Regions from separate parts of the Oryzias latipes genome. Here region 1 is linked to region 2. A link is a contact called in public Hi-C data. All regions are on one chromosome and are shown on one strand. The core of a region is the stretch at or near the end of the contact, and the rest is flanking DNA. Distances in the headings are between cores, read along the strand shown.

Evidence for each region. Hi-C and Micro-C count contacts between places; a contact is called where the count stands out from the background.
Region 1: a Hi-C map of fibroblasts shows a contact between it and region 2, with 3 times the contacts expected there. The contact joins the enhancer-like site here to the promoter of gdf3 in region 2. A contact is called at or near these places in 2 of 5 Hi-C or Micro-C datasets (embryo and fibroblasts).

What each region holds. Positions count from the first base shown.
Region 1 is chr21:5,586,019-5,592,563 of ASM223467v1, forward strand. No RefSeq gene overlaps it. Among protein-coding and RNA genes, the nearest start is that of LOC101164105, 14 kb to the right of the region's middle. Within about 2 kb of position 3,368, at least 3 of the 8 cell types and tissues checked have an H3K27ac peak or open chromatin away from gene starts, as enhancers often do.
Region 2 is chr21:5,350,251-5,357,218 of ASM223467v1, forward strand. It overlaps gdf3 (growth/differentiation factor 3), which reads left to right and starts at 4,263. Exons shown (of 2, transcript XM_004081435.4): 1 at 4,263-4,955; 2 at 5,974-6,968. The coding sequence starts at 4,679. The coding sequence ends at 6,827. It overlaps trappc10 (trafficking protein particle complex subunit 10), which reads left to right. Exons shown (of 23, transcript XM_004081543.4): 21 at 1-135; 22 at 500-694; 23 at 1,213-2,669. The coding sequence ends at 1,460.

The DNA.
Region 1 (6,545 bases), core at 2,118-4,617, 230 kb after region 2:
CTCCCTCAAGAGCCTATGCCACGCTCCTCGTCAGTTACACCAGCTACCCTCCACATCTACTGTCACGTCTGCTCACTGCCCTGTCTGGATCAGTAAAATAAATCCTACTTACCAACCATTCCCTGTTTTTCCTTCTGGGTTCCAGCACTTGGGTCCGCTTCGTGTTCTGATCATGACAGAACGGACTGGCCATCACCCCAACCCAGCTGACCCAGAAGGACTCCGTCTGGCAGTTCACCAGCAGGGCATCATGCTAGGACGTCAAGCCGACACATTGACCCAAATGGCCTCCGCTCAGCAGGATTTATTTCGGCGTCTGGATAGCATGACACAGACCCTGTTAGAATTAACTAGACAACAATCCAGCTCCGCAGCTCCAGCCCCACTTCCGTCTCCCACCGACCTGACTGCTTCTGTTTCCGCCTCGGCCCCGGAAAACTACAGATTACAGCCTGAGCCATTTCATGGTGATGTAGAGGCATGCGGGGGTTTCTTATTGCAGTGTCAACTCCTCTTCCAGCAGGCCCCCCGTTTCTACCACTCGGACCACTGCAAAATTACGCTCATTGTCAATGCCCTCAGGAGTAAAGCGCTGCAGTGGGCCCAAGCCTTCCTGGCGGCCAATCCCATCTCCCACCTCCCCTTCGAAAGATTCATTGGTGAGTTTCGACTCGTTTTTGATCAGCCTAGAAAGCAGGAAGAAGCCACCAGACGTTTGCTGAGCCTCAAGCAACACAATCGATCTGTCAGCGACCATGTGATTGATTTCCGGATCCTAGCAGTGGAGGCTGGATGGTCTGACCCGGCGCTTAGAGGTATTTTTTATCAGTCCTTAAATGAAAACATAAAAGATCATTTGTGCTCACAGCCTGAAGCTTCATCATTTGAAGACCTAGTTTCCGACGCTTTACGTTCCGACACCCGTCTCAGAGAACGTAATCATGAACGTAACTCGTTACCTTGTAAACAGCCATCCGCTAATCTGTCTCAGTTCCCAGTCCACCTTGCTGATTTTTCTCCACTCAGACCACGCGAACCCCCAGTGGAGCCTATGCAGGTCGGCCATTCCAAGCTGTCTGCAGAAGAGCGGCAGAAACGTAGAGATGAGGGGTTGTGTTTCTACTGCGGTAATCACGGCCATCAGGTTTCCCAGTGTCCGCTCCGTTTAAACTCCCGAACCCCCCGCTAGATGACAGGCCGCGGGCGGGTAAGTTTGTCGCTCCCACTTCTAAGGATTTTTTTTACATCCCTGTCAAGTTGTGTTTTGGAACCGTTGTTACTGAAACTCATGCTCTGGTTGATTCGGGGGCCGAACAAAGCCTTATTGATCTTGATCTGGTTAAATCCCTCTTGTTGCCCACGGAACCCTTAGACACTCCCATAAAAGCTGCCGGTTTGGGGGGTCAACACCTCTCGTTTATCACCCATCGTACTAAGCCCCTTCAGCTCATTTCGTCTGGTAATCACCACGAGTACATCCAATTTTTTGTTACTCACTCACAGTTTTGTCATCTTCAAAAACTGTGACCCTAGCTTCAGAAATCTGAAAAAACTAGGAACCAGAAGATTTTATTACAAAACATTAAATATAAAACGCTATTGTAGTTTTAAATTGTATTTATATTTGTAATCTGTCTTTTACCTGCTGCCTGTGGCTAAAATCTGGCATTTTTACTTTCCCTTTTTTTTTTTACATGTTTTCAAGTTTAAGTGAGCATTTGGTATAAAAGACAACGACGAACAAAGATAAGAGGGGAAAAGAACAATTGACAACCTCCACAAAACACGACACTTGTTAAAGATGAAAGGAAAAAAATAGAAAAAAGAAAAGAGCTTGCTAGATTTACATTTGTTTAATGTTCATTAAGATGTCTCTTTAAAAAAATATATTAAAAACTGCTACTGAGTAAATGATTAGTTCTTAATTTTTTTTTTACTTTTCCTTGAGTTATCATTTGACTGGCTACAATGTTTTTGTCACTTAGTAGTGTGATTCTGAAGCAACAGGTTTCATAGGACAAGGATTTTTGGCTGATACTGAAGGAAAAGGAAGTCAGCTGTTTATCCTGGAATTCCATTTTACTGTTAACTGAAAAGTTAACAGTAAAACTGTTAACTGAAAGTCTCTGGGATGGAAGGAGGCATGATGTCCTGTGATTTTTGTCAGTAACTATACCTAAATGAGCTCAAACTTTTATCTTGTTAATTTTGAAATCAGAGCTCTTGTCTCTGTCCTGTTTTAGTTTTTACAAGTTTCAAGTTAATAGAGAAAAAAGTGGTTTTTGCTGTATGTTTGAACTTTTTTAACCATGTTGGCAAGTACAGAATGTTCATCCTCTTTTGTAGCTTGATTTTATACAAATAGAAGATCTGAAGTGACACACTATTTTATTATTCTTTTTATCAGGAAGCCACTTTCAACATTTCACAATAAGCATCTTTTCAAATTAAAATTCATGAGGTCAATACATTTTGTTGAGAAGTCGTTACTTAAATAAATTTAAAAAAAGTCAAAATCTTGTATTTTTGAAGTAACATCCTTTTCTTTTGGCCCTTTTTTTTTCATTCTTTTGAGACTTGATTTTTCCGGAAGCTCACATTTAAAAGTGAACTGAAGACTCTTCCTTCTCCGAGGAAACCGTCAAAAACCTGACGCAGCAGTCGTGAAGAACGGACATGTGGCGTCGTCTGAGAGGACAACAGAAGGAAAGGAGGGAAAACATGCTGATACAACCGTTGTGAAGGAATCAAAGTGCTGCTTTCTGATGCTTTGTGGATACAGAAATAAAGAAAAGCGTTTCACAAGCTGACTGTCATACCTTCCCTTTGACTGATTCTCATGGCAGGTTTTTCTACCCCCTGGGTTTGGTGCTGTCTCTAAAGCTTTTGAAACAGCTTTTAGTTTGGCATTTGATTCCTTGCTCTCTTCTCCTTCTGACGCGTCTGGGCTTTTTTTTTCTTCTTCTTCTCCTTTTCTTCTCTTTCATGCAGAGCACCTTGGCTGCTTAAAGCGAATGTTGGGAAGGCTACGCAGTTATTCAACGTGAAGGCAGATGACATGGAGACAGAGAGGAAAGAGGGGGACGGAGATGATGAAAGACGAGGGGAAAGAAGGACAGGGTGTGGGGGGGGGGAGAGAAGACGAAGTTTGGAATGAATATAGAGAAGAAATGAATGGAGAAAACAAAAAAACTGAAAGGAGAGCAAACAGAAAAGCATAGAAAGAAGTAGATGAAAAGGGAGGAGTAGACTGGAAAGAGGAGAGAGGACAGGAGGAGGATGAGAAACCAGTCGTTCTTTACCCAGGGGGGAGGCGCAGCGGGGGGTGGAGGAGAGAGAAGGGGGGGAATGGGCTCCTCATCCCAACTGAGCCTCCTCCTTCAAGGTCAGACACACACACATACACACACATGAGCAGTTTTGGCAGACGTGCTACACACAGACACACACACAAGCACACAAGCACACATGCAGTCAGGCTCAAGTAGAAAAGACGCCTTCTGCCTGCTTTCTTCTCTCTGACTCTGTGTACCGAGCAGCCAAGTCTCAGTCAACCATCTGGAGATTAAAAACAGTCCTCCCATACACACACACACACACACACACACTGTGTGTGTGTGTTTATGATAATAAACCAAATGCCTCTATTGATTCTTTCTCTTTCTCGCCCTGCGTCTGCATGTAAAATCGGTTTTCATCGTTTCTGCACAGAGAATGCTTCTTCAAAACATTCCCTTCCTTTTATTGACAGAATTTTCCAATTCCTTAATCCTAATCCCAACACCTTCCAATTTTCCTGCAACAAAACTCAACAAAATGACAGGACTTTGACTTAAAAAAAAAACAAAAAACTTGTTATTATGAAATTACACACAAATAAAACCCACAGAACTCCTAACTTGTCAGGTTTCTCAGAGAAAGTGCTGGAGAAAGTGTTGGTGAAGCAGCCAGCGGGTGGTGGTGGGAGGGTGAGGGTTTGAACGCAGAGAAAATTGAAAAACAGGAACGGTTTTCAGAGCAGCACACAAACACAGAGCCATTTCCTGTGGAAAACGTCAAACGTGGACATGTTGGTGAAGATTAGATCAACTGTTTTACACTTGAATTAGCACCCCGCTGCTATCTGACAGCACAGCCTTCACTTTTGCAAAACAGCAGTCGCTAAAACGTGCGTTCATTGGAGATATTTCTGTTTGCTTTTTTTTTCTATTCATCACGGATTACATAATCATAAATAATAAAAATGTAATGGGATTTACATTTCAATAAAACCTCATTTAAGACCATCTACACTACAAAACAGACCTGGTAGAAATAAGTAAAAAAAATCTTACCTCATTGGCAGTATCTTTTTTAAATAAGACAAAAAGAACATTTGTGGGGTCAGAACATTTGTTTTAAAAATAATTTATATTTTAACAATAACATTCTAGCTACTAGGACATGTTTTCTTAAACTAAGATTATGCTGCTTTTGAAAAACTTTCTTGGTAAGACTATTTTTCTTGCAAGACATTAAAAAGAAATCTTGAAACAGGAGTCTTCGTACTTTCTTAGGAATCCGTTTTTGCAGTGTAATAGGTAAAAGAGGAATTAAGAACAACAAAAAAGCTAGCAAGTGAAAAAACAACAATGCAGAACAATTAATGTTGAAGAAATAAATCTTACAAGGCTTTTACAATCGAAAATTGTTAAACTTAATTTGTAAAACAAACATGAAGGGAAAAAATCACACAAAAAAATATTACTGTATACTAAAAAGGTGGTAAAAAATACTTGTTATGCTAGATTTTATGCAGATTATGCAGAGATTTAGAACGCAGCAAATTGCTGATTTAGGAGAAAAGTACAATTGAAACATTAGTTTTAAAGTTTAAATATCCTTAGATTGATGCCTATTCACAATAAAATCAAACCGTTGAATTTTTTTAAATTTTTTTCTGTATTTTTGCTTTGACTCCTGTAGCCCCCTCCCCAAACACAGAGATGCACTTCAGATTTAATTCTCACCTACATTCTGTGTTGATTTCTTTTCAACACATCATTGATTTCCCCCCCCCCTTTCATTATCCTCATAACATGACCAAGTGGTCCTGCTGCTGGCATTTGAAATAATCCCACCAATAAAGCAGCAATATGTTGTTGTATCGCTTGGACAGCTTGTTGTTGGCACTTGCCCAGCAAATAAAGTGAAGGATTGATCCCTTTCTTTCCCAAATCTTATTGCTCCCAACCCACAAATCCAAACAAAGGCAACAACTGCAGCATAATTCCTCCACCGTTCTCAACCATGCAGTGTGCCTGTGAAACCCAGTGGGGCGGCTGGACACCTTTCTGGAGGTGTTGGTGTTTGCACTCTTGCCTCACAGCGAGACGACTTGCTTGCTTCTTCTGCATGTCCTCCTTTTACCTCTACAGTTATTGAATGTATGATTGTTTTTTCCCCCATTTGTTTCTTCGAAAAACATGCATTTGTGATTGTCTCCATGATGGACCGGTTGCTCGAACAATTCTTCAGCAAATAAAATTAAAAGCCATCAGGGTTGAAACCTTTAATGGCTGAGACTCTCTTCCTGCTGCTTCCAGAAAATATTCCCTCCTCTTTGGGATGAAGTGCCCCCCCCCCCCCCCCCACCTCCCTTTCTACCTCTTTTCTTTTTTCTTTTTTGGTATAACTGAGTGCAAATTTATAGGCAGTCATTACCAAAGCAGGGTCAATTCCCCAAACAATGTGCCTGGTAGCGCCATAAAAAAAGGGTCCGTTTTTATGGCATGTTGCAGTAAAATGCTATTAAACAGATAAAACACTAGCAACGAGTATCAAGAGGATTATAAAAGGAATTGCCTTGATAAACTCCACGTATCTGCATGATGGCACACCGGCAGCTCTTGTCTCCATCGCTGTGTTGGAGGAGGGGAGGCTGAGCACGTGGCGAGCAAGTTTCCACGGCTCTACAGCAGCACCATGTGGAAAAGGTCCAAGAGGCAGTTTGCCTGTATGTGATGAGCTTATGCTTTAGACAAAAGTCACCTTTTTCATGAGGTTATTCTTTCTTTACACTTCTCTTTCTCAAATGTGGCATCTCAGATTCTTGTTTTTATGTCACAAAATGACAAAATCCTTTTAGTCCAACTGACACAATGACACAACCCTGAAAAAGATGGGTGAAATTCGTTATACTTAGCTTCGTAATTCCGCAACATAATGAATTTATCAGCATCCAGAGGTACTTTAAATACAAATTTACTTAATAGGTTTTTTCAAATAAATTCTTTATGATTGTTTTGGAGTCGGAGAACTCATAACCCTAATGCTTCACATTTGATACAAAAATATACACCTACTCTGTGTTATTACATACTGGTATATCATCAGTTCTTCAACACCTTTAACAAATTTCTGTTCTAATTTTGGTGAATATTTATTTTGCAAATTGGTCAAATGTTTCTGTTTTCTTCTCCACATGGTGTCAGTCGGTCGTCTGGACAAACACAGTCTTATGTTTCCATCTTGTGGTTACAGGGAAAACAGCTGCGACAACATAA
Region 2 (6,968 bases), core at 3,013-5,512:
AGCACTGCCGCTCCGGTCTCCTCTGTGGACTGGAGGTGTGCATAACCCGACTGACCGAGCCTGCAGAGGGGGAGATAGCTGAGGAGAGCAAAACTGACCCGGACGGCCTCAAAGTCACCAAACTTATGTATGAAGGTAGGTTATCAGCGCTTGCTTTTACAATATTTGATTTCTGAGAAAAAATGCAAAACGTGTAAATGTTTTAACCCTTTTTTGAGGTCAGTGTTACTGGTTAAAACTTCATAATAAGCCGCTAACTGTTGTTATTAAACGGACTGAAATGTGGTCGTTCTCTTGTTTTTACTGTGTTGCCTGGCATATGATTAGTGCTCTTTGTTTTTCTTTCTTATAGTTTGAAAGGAGAAAAAAAATCAATTCTAAAACAGAATAACGTACAAATACTGTTGTAGAGTTAGATGTGGGGGGGTCATTCTTTTTAAATAGCAAGTTTGTTGATAGGAGACCAGACCAGTTCATGAGATCTTTGTCTCGAACGCAGTGGCGGACAGCAACAGTAACTGGGCCGTGTGTGGGAAGAGTTCAGGAATGGTGTTGATGCCAATGAAGGTCAACGCAACGCACAAGGTCCACATCGAGGTGATGCCTCTGTTCGCCGGACACCTCCCCTTCCCCAAGATCAAAGTCCTGAGATACCTGCCTCACACTGCTGCCCTGGCCATCCAGCCAGACCCAGGTACAAAGAACCACTCAGGGCTGTGTTTACATTCTTTTGACTACCGTAACTTTTTCACCACATACGCAATGATCGGAACTCCAGTGGATTCTGAAGCGCAGGAAAGCAGCCTTGCACTGATTTGAAACACTTCACTTTCGTAAAGTTTTGGCCACTAAAAAAACAAACAAACGATGGAAGAGTTACAGTATATCAAAGGGCGAGTGTTATGTAGGGGTTGCTAACAACATCATTGGTGTTAAAAACCTTCACATGCCATGAGTGTTTAGACCAAGGGTGCCCAAATCCTGGCCAAAAGGGCCGGGGTCCTCCATGTTTTCCAACTAACCTGCCATTGAAGCTCCTTACTGGCTGAACCCACCTGATCCAGGTACGGCAGGGTTTCTGAAAAACCAGCAGGAGGCCGGCGATCGATGCCCGGATTTGTGCACCTCTGGTTTAGACGAAGAGAACTCCAGGAAAAGTTGTCAGACTCATCTCAAAAAGCGCTCAGTCGGTTGTGTCTTGCCCACCAACAGACAGCTGTGTGGAGAACGACAGCTTGTCCTTGCTGGACAAAACGCTGGACGACCAGGGGGACACGGCGAGCATCCGCAGTCGCGGTAGCGTCCATTCCGTCGGCAGTGGAGACCAGCAGCAGAGGGGAGTGGCCATGCCTCGCCTGGAGGCCTTCAGCCCCGGGCAGGTGTTCAACCACAGCCACACCCAGCAGGTCCTGGTGCTGCCCGCCACAGATGACCACATCATGGAGGTGAACGCCACATGACACCTGAAGATGCATCATCCACAGCCTTGTAGGACTTAACCCAGCCTCTGGATGAACTCTGGAGAGCTCTGAGGATCACTCTGGTCTATGGCAAACGGCGCTGCGGGGCGCCGCTTTGGACTCCCAATCAAGCGTGAACCGTTCACATCTTACAGACTGGACAGTGAAGAGCTGAATACAACTGCTGACAAGTTCAAATAAAAGATTTTCTTTGCCATACTTGTACATAGCTCATTGAATGGATTTATAGATATAAATATAAATATATATATATATAAAAAAACTGATTCATCAGATCTGCTCATGTTGTGCTATTTGGAAGGAAAAAAAACCCCACTCCTGATTGTCCCACAATTCACCAAAGCCCTGGAGATCCAGAACTTTGGTTGTGAGTGTGACGAGCGGAAAGTGCTGTCCGTGCCTCACCAGTGGATTTCAAACTGGAGCCTAGATTTCAAGCATGCATCCGTGCACTAAAGAAAGACCCCTCAAACACACACACACAAATGTGACGCACAAGTTAGCAGTCCGTGCTCCGTAACTGTCAATGAAAAGCAGCAATAGATACTGTTGGACTCCACGGTCATCCTGTAAGATGAAGGGAAAATCAATAGGAACGTTTATTCTGAGCGACAGTTCTCAAACTGGAGTTAAAACTTTAACATTTATGCCGAAATTATCCACAGCAATCAAATGACAAGCTAGCGCGATTATCTCTGTTAAAAAAAAAAGAAAATGTTCTACAAGAAGAGATAAGGAATCCCAACAAAGTCTATTTTTGTCTTGGTTTTTGCAAACTCTACTATAAACCCAGAGTTCTAACCAGAGGCTCCAGTTGTGTATCTGTGTGTGCGTTCTTCTGTTTCATTTTCTAGGACATCAGGTGAAACGTTCACTGACGGATCAGCCAGCGTCTTTTGGTCATTCGTATCAGTACTGTGTGTTCATATCTTGTTGGCACGCCAAAAACTCTGTCCCAGCTATGCACACATACCGTCAGTGTTGACTAAATGATGGGAGGAATTCTGGGATGTGTCTGTTGATGCACTGGTGGGGTGAATGTCTGCTTTTTTTCCCCCCCTGCCCCCCTTCCCACCCCAGAAACCAAAACCTCTACTCGTCTTTGACCACTGTACATATTAATCTGTAAATAGTCATTAAAATCGTCTTTAATTGCCAACTATATTAAAAGAAAAAATGAAATCAATGCAATTTGACTGAATGTACTGTGTTTACTGAGCAGAAAAGGTTTAAAAGTCTGCAGCTTTTTGTGGTTTTGAAACAAACAATGACACTCAGAAGTTAAATATATTCAACGTAAAGTCCTAAGTGAAGGATCAGAGAGCTCCATTTTTTGCAAATAATCGGAAAAAATAATGGGTCAGGAGCAAAAATGATGAAAAACATCTGCAAGAATTATTAAAAGGTTTAGACGAAATTGTTAGAAAAACACTCAAGCTACGACAGTTGGTAACTAGGATACTTCCTTTGAGCTTATAGTTTGCTAAAGGCACTTTAGGACACATATTTATATGAATCTATAGATACATTTTAAATAAAAAAAGAAATACCCTAAGTGGACACCAGAGGGTGGAGTTAACACACAAATAGATATGGATGGTTTTACCAAAAATACTGTTCTATCTTCTGCTTATAGTTTATTGTTGAGCCCATTTAATCTAATTAGTTTTATGCATTTTTATTTTAAAAAAAACTGTAATTATCAAGCATTTTAGATAACTAGACTGGGTGTTTGTGCTGCCAGTTGATTATTTAGATGAATGCTTAAAAACATTTCTTTCTCAGTCTCTGTTGGGGGCTTATGTGATTATCCCCCACTATCTCAATATTCAACTTTTTTTTTTTCATTTTCTCCACATTTTAATAAATAGTGAGATGTTGATGTGTTTATTAATCACAGAACAACAAACAATTAAAAGTTTTCATAACAGAATCAAGGGATTTTAAGCTGTCTGTCTGGAAAATATTGCCAAAATCAAGTATGGAATAGGGGTCTGACAGATTTATTCATCTAAAATTAATGAAGTGATGCATTAAAATGGACTAAAACAAAGCAGGAAGTAACTATTTATTTCCAGACAAGCTGTTTGGACATGTTTCTTCAGTCGGATTTTGTAGTACTTTAATTTCTTCTGCAGCACAAAAATGACATAATCCTCCCACCCCCGTGCTTCACTGTTAGGTTTTTTTATTCCTACATCTTTCTCTTTTTTATTTTTTGGAAACCACATGGCTAAGTGGAAATTAAGTTTAGTTTTACGACATGCCTAAAAACACCACAAGTGTGGTTTAAAAGAAACGTAAACTAAAGGTTACAAAGATAAGTATTGAATTCCAAATTAACTAACTTAAAGTGTAACTCTCTGCAGAAATTTCAAATGATCTTTTAACCTGAAGACGCAGAACAATAAAAATGTATCCAAAAGTTAAAGTTTTAAAAGGCTTTGAACTTTCCTCATCCATGTTTAATAGTAATAATAATAATAAATAGAATTGTGTTAATTTAGAGTCCAAGAAAATTACCTAAAGTAGGCTATCCTTTTTTTTCCCAGAGAGCTAAAATATTGGAGTGATTGAAAATGATTTAAAGGTATAATAGGGATTTTAATGCCAAGACTAAAGAAATAACTAAAATCTCACTTTTCAACTAACTATAATTTGAAAATGATATAAGAAAGATCTGCCATTTTATTGATACCTGAAGAAAACGTTACTTTAATTAAGGAAGTGACACACGTTTGGGATTTTGTGTTACCAAACACAATTGGAATGACATGCAATTTAAAGATTGTGTAGGTTTGTGCTTGAAAACGTTGATTTAAAGTCTGTTGTTGATTTCGGCAAGCTTTAAAATAAATGGCGCGTAAACCGAGTACATTACCCATCATTCAGCGCGGAACATTTTTCTAGACTTTCAAATGTGAATTACCGATGGAAATTCATTCTTAGAAGTAAGGACACATGTTTTTAAAAGAAAAATGGTCCAAGAATGGCTCTTTTTGTTGTTGTTGCTGCTGGTTTAGTGAAACACGAAGTCTTATCATGGATGTAAATTCCAGATAAGATAAAGAAGCGGGGCACCTCTAGTGACCAACGATCAGCCTTCCTACTTAATCTCACAGCTTCACATTTGCATAATTAGCTAAATTCCAGAAAGTTCCCTGCATTTCGTTGACCAGCAGAGCAGACAGGCCGCCATGGGGCCTCTGATCCGGTTAGCAGCGTGGTTACTCGTTGCTGGTGCCTTTCAACCTCGAGAGGAGCTGAAGGCCCAAGAGCGACTCTTCCTCAGCTCCCTGGGGCTCACGGGTAGGCCGCGGCCCGCAGGGAAGCACCAGCTCCGGAACCAAGTTCCTCCCGCCTTCTGGAAGATGTTCCGGAGGTCAGAGACCCCCCAGGACCCGGAGGGTGACCCGTGCACGGTGTCCGAGTACGGAGTCCGCGGTAACATCATTCGATACGTTCAAGACCAGGGTAGGTGGACTCTGTGACCTGGAAATGTTATTTGTTACAAAAAGCTAGCAAATAAGACGCAAATACGGTCCCTGAACGCAACATTGTTTCTAATGCTCGCTACCTGGTGGAGAACCTTTCAGTGAGCAATGACATGTAAAACTGAGGAAAGCTGTATTAAAATTCAAAATTTAGATTCAATTTTAGCAAATACAATATCTTGCACTGCAAAAATAACAAGCCTTAAAAAGGAGAAAAAAGTAAAAACTAACCGTAAACAGAATTTCACTAGTAATTCAATCTAAGCAGTAAGAAATTGTTTATGCAGCAAGTAATTTTTACTTAAAGAGAAATATCAAAATCTAGAAACATAGTTCCACACAAACATTCATAAAGATAGAAATAAACTATTAAAAAAAGTGTAAAATGACTCATTTTACAGTAAAATTTGAACATAATGTGTATCAAATCTTTTTATCTAATACTATCACTTATTCTTAGGACATAAATCTACATTTATGTTTCCAAAATAACGACACTGAATGGCTGTCTAACTTTTCATCATTTATTGATCTTTAAACAAACACCTACGTTTTCTTAAGTCAAGCAATTTGAGGGATTTTTTTAGTCTTAAATCCGGTTTTTCTATAGTCAAGAGGATGGAGCAAAAGGATTTTAACTCATTTCATTAATATTTTTCTTATTTCAGATTTAAAATAAAGTTCTAAATGAGACTAAAGAAATTCTTGACCTGTGCTAATTTTGAAAAAAAAAAAGTTTGGCAAAGTTTATGTAGAGCAAATAGAAAACAACTGAAGCCTGATCAAATACCGTGAACGTTAAAAAATAAAGTTTTGAGAATAAAAAACAAACATATCGTAAAGTTTTATTCATGTTTGTGTTTTTTTTACACTAAAGTGAGCAGATTTTGTAATCAAACCCCGCCCATGTGAAGAGCAGGAAGTCTCCAGAGTTTGGAGGGAATTCCTCTGCCGTTCTGTTCCCTGAAAGCGTTTCTCCTCCTGCTGATGTGTTGCAGGCAGGCTCTTGTCTGGATGGAGCCTCAGCTGTCAGGATTGTGTGGAGAAGCAGGTTTTCTTCAACATGACGGTCCTGCAGCCCGTGGAGCTGCTGTCTCTGGCTCAGCTGGAAGTCAGCTTGCACTGGAAGCCCGTTAGAGCCGCGGCGCTCCTGCAGGCGGCCCCGGCTGTCAGTTTGTCGCTGCATGAAGTGATCCGGAGCACGCTGAGGGGAGCGGATCCTCGAGCCAACCGCAAGCTCCTGCTGGCGCGCTCCGTCCAGCTGCAGCCCCAACCCTCTCCCATCACTGTGGACCTCACCTCCCTGGCAGAGAGATGGCGGCAAGCGGGACGCAATTACGGCTTGGTTTTAGAACTGCGTCCTCTCAGTGCGGCTGGGGGAGAGTTTTCCCCTTTTTACCCTGGCAACTTCCTCCCCTTAGAGCCGACCTCCACTCTACCGCTCATCCAGGCCTCTCTGGTGGCCGTGTCTCTGAACCCCCATCAGTGTCGCTCCAGACAGAAGAGGAGCGCCGTCCACCTCCCCGTGACGCCCAGCAACGTGTGCAAGGCTCGCCGCCTCTACATCGACTTTAAAGACGTGGGCTGGCAGGACTGGATCATCGCTCCACAGGGGTACATGGCCAACTACTGCCACGGCGAGTGTCCCTTCCCGCTCAGCGAGAGTCTGAACGGCACCAACCACGCCATCCTGCAGACTCTGGTCCACTCTCTGGACCCGCAGGGCACGCCCCAGCCGGGCTGCGTCCCCATCCGCCTCTCCCCGATCTCCATGCTGTACTATGACAACAACGACAACGTGGTGCTGAGACACTACCAGGACATGGTGGTGGACGAATGTGGGTGTCGATGAGACGCTCCCATTCATTTCTTTGTATTGAGAACTTGCTCTCCAATGTTGTTTTTGATGAAATGTGTAATTTTATGCTGTAGCTTTTCTAATAAATCGGCAAAAGAAATTAATCTGTCTCAAAATTTATATTTAGGTCAAAGG